Regions from separate parts of the Sus scrofa genome. Here region 1 is linked to region 2. The links are chromatin contacts, called in public HiChIP or PLAC-seq maps. All regions are on one chromosome and are shown on one strand. The core of a region is the stretch at or near the end of the contact, and the rest is flanking DNA. Distances in the headings are between cores, read along the strand shown.

Region 1 (4,282 bases), core at 535-3,034, 150 kb before region 2:
AGAGAGCACGTGGGAAGAAGGAAGACGGTGTACCTGTGAGCTTCAGGTCCAGGGGAGCAGGAACAAGCCCAGGAGCCAGGGGGCCGAGAGGGGGCCCGGCGGCGCCCACCGCCCCGGAGGCCAGCTCTCCATCGGGCCCTTCACGCCAGCGTTCCTCCTTCCTCTTTAGCTCACAGGAGGGGACAGCTTCCAGGCAGCCACAGTTCCCCTTCACGTCCCCACCAAGCTCCTCCCTGGCCAGCCCTCTGCTTCCTCGAGGCCTCAGTGGGCCACCTTGTCCTTTCAATAACCCCAGAGTTTCCGCTCAAGCAGTGGGAACAGCCCCAAGCTTGGGGCCAGCAGGAAGGTCTCCCCAGCCCTCTTCCCTGGGCTATCGGCTTCTCCCTTCCTTACCCCCGTGCCAGCTGGTGGCCTGTTCAGAAGACACTGGTGACAGAGAGGGCACAGGATTTCCACGGGTAACCCCAGGGCTGGCGTAGCTGCGCACCTCTGAAACTCTTAAAAAAAAACCAGCCCCATTCACACAAACTTCCCCCGGAAAATAGTCTGGGAGCCCCTTAATTAACGTGCCCCTCGAAGAGCAGACTTTGCGGTTGGGAGGGGCAGGTGTGTGACGGAGAGGAGGGCCAGGCAGTTCGGGTGAGGGCAGGAGCCAGCTGCCCTTCATTAGCCCAGTGACGGCCGCAGTGGGTCCCCTGGGGAACGCCTCCCCCTCCAGCCCCCCCTCAAATGTCTCTCTTCCCTGCAGCTTCCCTAAACTTGAGCCCACCCCTCCCCCACCAGGAGACACATGAATTGCTTCCCCATCTGGCCCAACCAAAGCCCCTGTCCTCACTTCCATGGGCGCCAACTCAGGGCCAGCAATTATTTGCCACCTGGGGCCCTTTCCCCAGCAGACCGGGAGCTGCGCAGCCCTGGCATTGGAGCTCAGCACTGGGCAGAGCTGGATGCGGCTGGGGACAGATGTCTGCCCACGTGTTCGGAGCGGCAGAGGGAAGGGGTGGTGAGGAGCCAGCCAGCACCCTGGGGAAGCTGGGGTGAACCGAAGGTGCTGGGTTTCAGCACAAGCTGACACTGCCCCTCTTTTCTTCACGAGTGCCCGTCAATCCTCAAGATAAAGGTTATTATCCCAGAGTTCCCATCGTGGCTCAGCTGGTAAAGAACCCGACTAATATCCACGAGGATGCGGGTTCAACCCCTGGCCTCGCCCAGGGGCTTAAGGATCTGTGTTGCCGTGAGTTGTGGTGTAGGTCGCAGATGCAGCTCAGATCCTGTGTGGCTGTGGCTGTGATTGTGGTGTAGGCTGGCAGCTGCAGCTGTAATTTGACCCCTGGCCTGGGCACTTCCATATGCCGTGGGTGCAGCCCTGAAAAAAAAGAAAAAAAAAAAAAGGTTATTATCCCACTATGATAAACGATGCCCCCAAGAGGCAAAGAAACTTGCCCAAGATCAGGGCAGGTGCATGGGGCTGGCATTTAGTGGCCAGCTGTGCGAATCCGGAGCCTCTCTCCCACCCTGGCCGCGGCGTCTAGCGACGGCAGGACGGAGTCCAGTTTCCACCCTTGGTCTGAATGCTTTTCCCTCGGCTGCTTTGCACATGAACAATGAAAGCCAGGAGACGTTTGCCACCAACTCCAGGAGTGTCTGGGGACGGCAAGCGGGAGCGGGGCCCGCCAACCCGGGGAGGAAGGAAGACGAGTGCACACCAGACGTTTCCTACTGGCTGGGGGGCGGGCGGCAGGGACCCCGGCGGTATTGACTGTTGATCCATCACCGTGATACATGATCGCGTATGTCACAGTGAGACACAGATAATCTGCTTCACGCTGTTTCCAAGCTCCTGGGGGGCGCAGGTTGTCTAAGCACCTCGATGCCATGGTGATAGACGTCTCGTTAATGCCTCCAGGCTCAGAGAGAGCCTCACAAAGGCATCGGTCTGTGCCTCCAGGAGTCTCTTTACGACTTGGCATCGGGAGGCAGCTGAGTGCCAGGCTGCCTTGGAACATGAACCTGGGCTTTGCCTCCGCCGCCCACTCCGGGGCTCTTCTGCCTCCCCCATGCCTCCACAAAGCCCCCTGCCCCCTCACGGTGCAACCCACGCTCTGAATCTGCACCATGGAGCCCCGGGAACTTTGCCACTTCTGAGCCTGGGTCCAACCCACCCACGGCCTCTTGCCTGCCTGGGGCCTCCCATTTGTCTTCTTTCGTCTGATCCCCCTGAGCCGAGCACAGGGCCAGCACCTAGTACATGCTGCATAGACACTGGTGCACGAATGACAGGTGAATGGGCACAAGACGAGGATAAAATGCCTTCCTCCCAGGCTTGCCGTGTAGGTGGGCGCCCAGCATTGAACCTGGCACCTAGGAGGCTCCCATCAGGCTTCCATTGGTGGGAGGCAGCGGCTAGACTCCAGGGTGGGGTGTGAGGAGGCCACACCCTCCTCAGGCAGGACTTGGAAAGCAGTGGCTGGGGGTCTCGGGTCATTACTGAGTTTCCTGGATGCTCTGAAGCTGTGCAGCCTCCTGGGCGGATGCAGACCTGGACCTCGGGTGGGGAGCCAGCGGGCCGCGGCTGCGCCGTCAGGGCCTCAGGAACCGGGTGATGGGAAGGAAACCGCAGCACATTCGGAAACCTCATGTTCTTCAAAACTCTCCACTGAAGTGGCTGCCTAGCAGCGAACTTCCCAGACTCGGATCCAGGGGATTTTCCTCCCCCCTGCCCTTGGCAGGGGCTGCAAATAAGTGAGCAAGAGGAAGAACAGAGGACATGAGGCTCTGATGGCATCTCCAGTTGGCAGCCGGGGGTTTTGCAGCCTTTGGGCCAGGCCTCCACAGCTGAGTCTTCAGGCAAGGCCCTAGGACCATGCCTTTCAGCTCTTGCTCTTGTCCATTCATCTGTCCATCCATCCACCCATCCATCCATCCATCCACCTACCCATTCATCCATCCATCCCTTTGCATTTTGTTGAGCACACATTCTTCACCAGGCACTGGCCTCAGCAGAAGGATGCAGAAGTGAAGGACCCCAGCTTCTAGGAGCCCCAGTCAGCTGGGAAAGCAATAATCAGCATGGTTACACTATCGCAAGGCAGTTCAGAGTAGTTACTGGATGCCAGGCACTGTCTCAAAGCATTTTAATCTACACATCAATTTAGTGTCCACCCCAGTTCCATGAGATAGGTATTCTAATTGCTTCCGTTTTCCAGATAAGGACACAGAGGCACAGGAAGGTTAAAAGAATATTTGGCCAAGGTAACATAGCTAAGGAATGTGTCCAGGGAAGTGACTCTGAGGACGGCCCCAGCCCCCGCTCCTGAGCACTGCTCCGCCTGCCTCAGTGGTGGCAGTGTGTCAGGGCAAAGAGGCGGGGAAGAAGGGAGTTCCTCGGGGTGGAGGGAGGAGTGGGTGCCCAGGAGGACTTCATGGAGGAGGCAGCAGCTGTGAAGGAGTTGAAAGAAGGGGCGGAGCACATAGGTCCCCTGCAGTCCTTTTTTTAGGTCCGTACCTGCGGTATATGGAAGTTCCCAGGAGAAGGGTCAAATCGGAGCTATGGCTGCCAGCCTACGCCACAGCCACAGCGACGCCAGATCCGAGCTTCATCTGTTGACCTACACCACAGCTCACGGCAATGCTGGATCCTTAACCCATTCAGCCGGGCCAGGGACAAAACCCACATCCTCATGGATACTAGTTGGATTAATTTCCATTGTGCCACAATGGAAATTCCCCCCATCCTTTTTTTTTTTGGCCACACCCACAGCATGCAGAAATTCTGGGACCAGGGATCAAACCTGCACAGTAGCAGTGACCTGAGCCACCGCAGTGATAACGCTGCACCACCAGGGAACACCTCTCCTGCAGTCTAAGGTGTCTCATCCATACAAAGACTAAAGCTTTCCAAACTGGACCACAATCGCTGGCCTCTGTGTACTTATTAAGTACTTACTGTGTGCCAGGCAGTGGGAGCACAAAACGCGAGTCATAGTTTTGCCCCCCGAGGGGCTCCCCATATATGGAGGGCAGAGAACCCCCATGTAGGATGGCCAACTGCCCCCGGTAACCTAGGGTGAGTGAGTGAAAGAGTGAGCGAGGGAGTGAGCGAGGCCCCTGCCTGGCAGGGTTTAGCTCTGATGCTCAGCAGCTGCCGTGTCTTCTCTGCGTTTTCTTCCCAGGAGGCCCTGCGAGCAGCAGGTGCACAGGAAGTGGAAGAGGACACCCCCCTTCCCTTTCCCACCTGGGAGAAGTCATGTCCTCCCTCCCTGCCGACTGCAGCACCAGCAGG
Region 2 (4,235 bases), core at 130-2,629:
CGCTCCTTGGTCTAAACATCCTCCCCGAGGCCTGGGCAGGGCCACATGCTCAGGAGCAAACACCCAGGCCATGAGGCCTTCTGTCTAGTCCCAGAGGGGGACCTCACAGTCAGAGGGAGGAAGCAGGCCCCAGCCAAGTCCCAGGGCCCTGGGTGGAGGCGGAGGAGGCAACCAGGTCAGAGGCTCTGGGCCTAACCTTCCCAGGGGCAGCCCTCCCCACGGGCCCAGCCAGCACCAGGGGACCAGAGTTGGGGGTGGGGTGTTGGGCTGCCCTCTGGCCATAGCCTCAATGTGGAACACAAGCCCTTGGTCACCACTGTGGCTTCTGAGACATCTGCAAGGAGGTGTCCCTGGGGGAGAGATGGGTAGCCCTGGGCCAAACCAAAGTGACAGCATGACAGTGGACTTTGCAGCCTTGCAAGTTCGGGCCCTGCCAGCCGGGCAGGTGGCCACCTCTGAGTGGCATTTCTTCATCTGTAGAACTGGGCCAGCAGCACAGACCCCAGGTTTGCTGTGTTGAGAGCCAGAGCCTAGCTGCAGCGCACCAAGAGGGCTCGGTGGTGGTGGATGCCAATCAAAACTGTGCACGCCGGCAATGTCTCACACTCACACACACAACACACACACACTCCACATGCACACACTCACAGAGAGTCACACGTTCACACTCCTGCACACCTGCTCACTTATTCACTCACACACGTTCACTCTCAGTCTCTCACCCCCACACCCACTCCTGCACACGCACACGACACACCCACACACCTGGTCACACGCTCTCACACACATACGCACTAGTTCAGTCACACTTCACACGTGTTCAGTCACACTCAAACTAGCTCACACGCAGGGTCGCCAATCGCGTTCATTCGGCTCTAGCTCACCACTCGCGCGCGCACATCCGCACCCCTCCGCTTAACGCTCGGGCCGGGCCGGGCCGGGCAGAGGGCGAGACGGAGGGCGGGGCGCCCCGAATGTTCGGCCGCCCGCCTCCGGGTGACGCCCCTCTGCCGGCAGGCCGGGCCCGGGGGTTGGGGGGACACAGGCCCAGGCGTGAGTCACCGCCCCTTGGTGTCCGCCGGGCGCGGCGGGCTGGGGCGGGGTGGGATTCTGCGCCCGAGCCGCCCCCTGCCCCTGGCGCCGGGTGGCAGTCGGCGCTGCCGGCGGAGGAGGCCTCGGCGCCCGCCGGTCCGCAGCGACGCCCCGGGCCCTCGCCCCGCCACGGCCGGCGCCTCCTCCCCGCCTACCGTGCTCAGCTGGGCCCCCATGGTGGTGCCGCTCTGCGCTCGCTCTGCCGCCGCCGCCGCCGCCGCCGAGACCGCCTGCCTGCCGCGCCCCGGACCCGCCCCCTGGTCGCGTCATCCTCGGAGGAGGGGCGGGCCCGAGAGCGGCCCAATCGGGGTTCGGGGGGCGGGAGGCCGAGCTCGAGGCCCCGCCCCGCCCGCTTCCGTCCGCGGGGAAAGTGGAGAGACGTGGGGGAATCCCGCGGTATTTGGACCCGGGCGCGCGTTGAGTGGAGGAGGGGCCGCTGCAGTCGCCCCCGGAGCCCCCGGCGGGGCTCCGGACCGCAGTGTGGCCTGGGGTGGGCCACGTTTGCCATCCCAAAGGGGATAGATGGCGCCCCCCCATTGATGGCGCCCCCCCCATTGATGGGATCCAAAATACAATCCGGAAACTCCGTCGCGCTCGGATCTCAGGTCTCTGATCTCAGGTCTCTGAGCACGTTGAGAAGACCCACAGGCCTTCTTGTTCCCCAAAGCGCTCAGCTCGGTCCCACCTCCAGGCCTTTCCCCTGGAACGCTGTCCCAGCCGCCTCAGGCTCAGCACTGGCTTATTGCTGGGGCTTTAGGACAAAGGATTCCTCCTCAGCAAGGCCTGACCCCTTCTCCAGGCAGCCCCTAGGACCTCGCAGTAGCTGAGGTCATCCTGTTTATTTCCTCAGGGAGGGTCTGCCCATCCCAGTGGACTGCGGGCTCCCTGAGGGCAGGACTCTGCGTCGAAGTCCCCTGCCTGCCTAGAGCCTAGCGTACAGTGGGTGCTCAATAAATACTTGTTGAATGAGTGAATTCCACAGTGAGCACCTGCTCTGGGTAGGTCCATGCTGGCCCCAGGGGGCTCTCTGCTTTTCTGGAATGGTCTTGGACCCAAATGTGAGCTCCTGGTACTTTGACCAGCAGCCTGCAGCAGGCAGTGTGTTCCTGCAGTGTGCTGCTGACCAGGTAGAGAACAACTGGGACTTCCAGGCACAACGAACTGAGCAGAGCCTGGAAGTAGGAATGAAGTGGACAGATGCAGGGTCAGCAAGGCCAGAGGGAGTTGGAGGGACAGTGGTGTGATGTGAGGTCAAGGTATGGGGACCCAGGTGGAGGGAACTGGGAATGGGGGGGCGGAGTGTGAGGAGCCCTGGAGGATTGGGGGGGGGCAGGAACCAGATGGGGTTTTTTGTTTTTGTTTTTAGCATGTGGAAGTTCAGGGCCAGGAATTGAACCCGTGCCACAGAAGTGATCTGAACCACAGCAGTGACAACACCAGATCCTTAACCCATTGCACTCCAAGGGAATTCTGACCAACTGGGGGTTTATTTTTTGGCTGCCCCACAGCATATGGAGTTCCCAGGGCCAGGGCTCAGATCCCGCTGCTCTGCAGCAATGCCAGATCCTTTCCCTTTAACCCACTGTGCTGCGCTAGGGATCCAACCCACATCCTGGTGTTGCAGAGATGCCTCCGGTCTGTGGCGCCACAGCAGGAACTCCTGACCAGCTGGTTTTAAAAGGGAAAACTAGGCAGAGCACACGGAGGGAAGGAGGGAGAGGGATCTGTTAGCACAGCACGGGAGGGTCAATGTCACAGCAGATCAGTTAGGCCTTATTTCAGTTTTAATAATCACAATTTTAATATGACAAAGGAAGTAATCAAATTGGAAAGTTTGGCGGCATATGCAGCCAGTAAGTTTCAATAGCTGGGTGCTTGCTAGGGCACCCATGGCACAGGTGACTTTTCCAGAGACACCTTCCACGGAGGCCAGGGGAGCAGCACATCACCCCAAACCTCTGCATTTTCCCTCTTCACTTTTTTTTTTTTTTGGTCTTTTCTGGGGCTGCACCCGCAGCATATGGAGGTTCCCAGGCTAGGGGTCTAATCAGAGCTGCAGCCGCTGGCCTACGCCACAGCCACAGCAACACGGGATCCGAGCCGCATCTGCGACCTACACCACAGCTCACGGCAATGCCGGATCCTTAACCCACTGAGTGAGGCCAGGGATCGAACCCGCAACCTCATGGTTCCTAATCGGATTCGTTAACCACTGAGCCACGACGGGAACTCCTCCCTCTTCACTTTTGATTCTCTTCGTGTTGTTACACCTGCATTGATGATGGCTCTCATGAATGTGGATGTGCGATGCCAGATTGTTTTTCCGTGTGAAACTTGGAGTTGACTAAATTGGCTTTCTCCTGTGAGTCATCCTCACAAGCCTTGAAAGATTCCCACGCAGGTCTTTTCCTCAAAAGACTCATCCCCTAAATGGCAGTAAATAAACAAACAGAAATACTGTTTAGCTTAAGGCTATAAATATTAGTCCAACAAACAATCCTACAAAATCACAGTTAGGATGGAATCTATTTTTCTGTCTTACACTGTCGTATACATCAGCATACCCACTTGTAGACTCAAAACGGAAATAGCTTTCCTCCCAAAGTTATCATGCTATTGTTGCCCCTCTTTTTTTTTTTTTTTTTTTTTTGTCTTTTTGCCATTTCTTGGGCAGCTCCCACGGCATATGGAGGTTCCCAGGCTAGGGGTCGAATCAGAGCTGTAGCCACTGGCCTACACCAGAGCCACAGCAACGCGGGATCTGAGCCGCATCTGCGACCTACACCACAGCTCACGGCAATGCCAGATCCTTAACCCACTGAGCAAGGCCAGGGATCGACCCCACAACCTCCTGGTTCCTAGTCGGATTCATTAACCACTGTGCCACGGCGGGAACTCCTGTTGCCCCTCTTTTGTTTTTTCTTTTTTTGGGCCACACCTGCAGCATATGAAAGCTCGCTGACTAGGGATTGAATTGGAGCTGCAGCTGCCGGCTTGCTGCTTGCTGGATCTGCTACAGCAACGCCAGATCCGAGCCATGTCTGTGCCCTACACTGCAGCTCGAGGCAACCCCAGATCCTTTAACCCACTCAGCGAGGCCAGGAATGGAACCTGTGTCCTCATGGTTACCAGTCAGGTTCTTA

The links. HiChIP or PLAC-seq counts read pairs in DNA pulled down with a chosen protein or histone mark.
Region 1: a contact with region 2 is called in an H3K27ac HiChIP or PLAC-seq map of alveolar macrophages. The contact joins the promoter of NFAM1 here to the promoter of LOC100524254 in region 2. A contact is called at or near these places in 1 of 47 Hi-C or Micro-C datasets (embryonic fibroblasts) and 1 of 2 datasets of contacts at active chromatin or transcription factors (alveolar macrophages).

What each region holds. Positions count from the first base shown.
Region 1 is chr5:6,294,423-6,298,704 of Sscrofa11.1, reverse strand. NFAM1 (NFAT activation molecule 1) reads right to left here and starts at 1,784. Exons shown (of 8, transcript XM_021093097.1): 1 at 1,775-1,784; 2 at 394-426; 3 at 34-306. The coding sequence starts at 1,784.
Region 2 is chr5:6,143,374-6,147,608 of Sscrofa11.1, reverse strand. It overlaps LOC100524254 (NADH-cytochrome b5 reductase 3-like), which reads right to left and starts at 1,379. Exons shown (of 10, transcript XM_003125982.4): 1 at 1,248-1,379. The coding sequence starts at 1,268.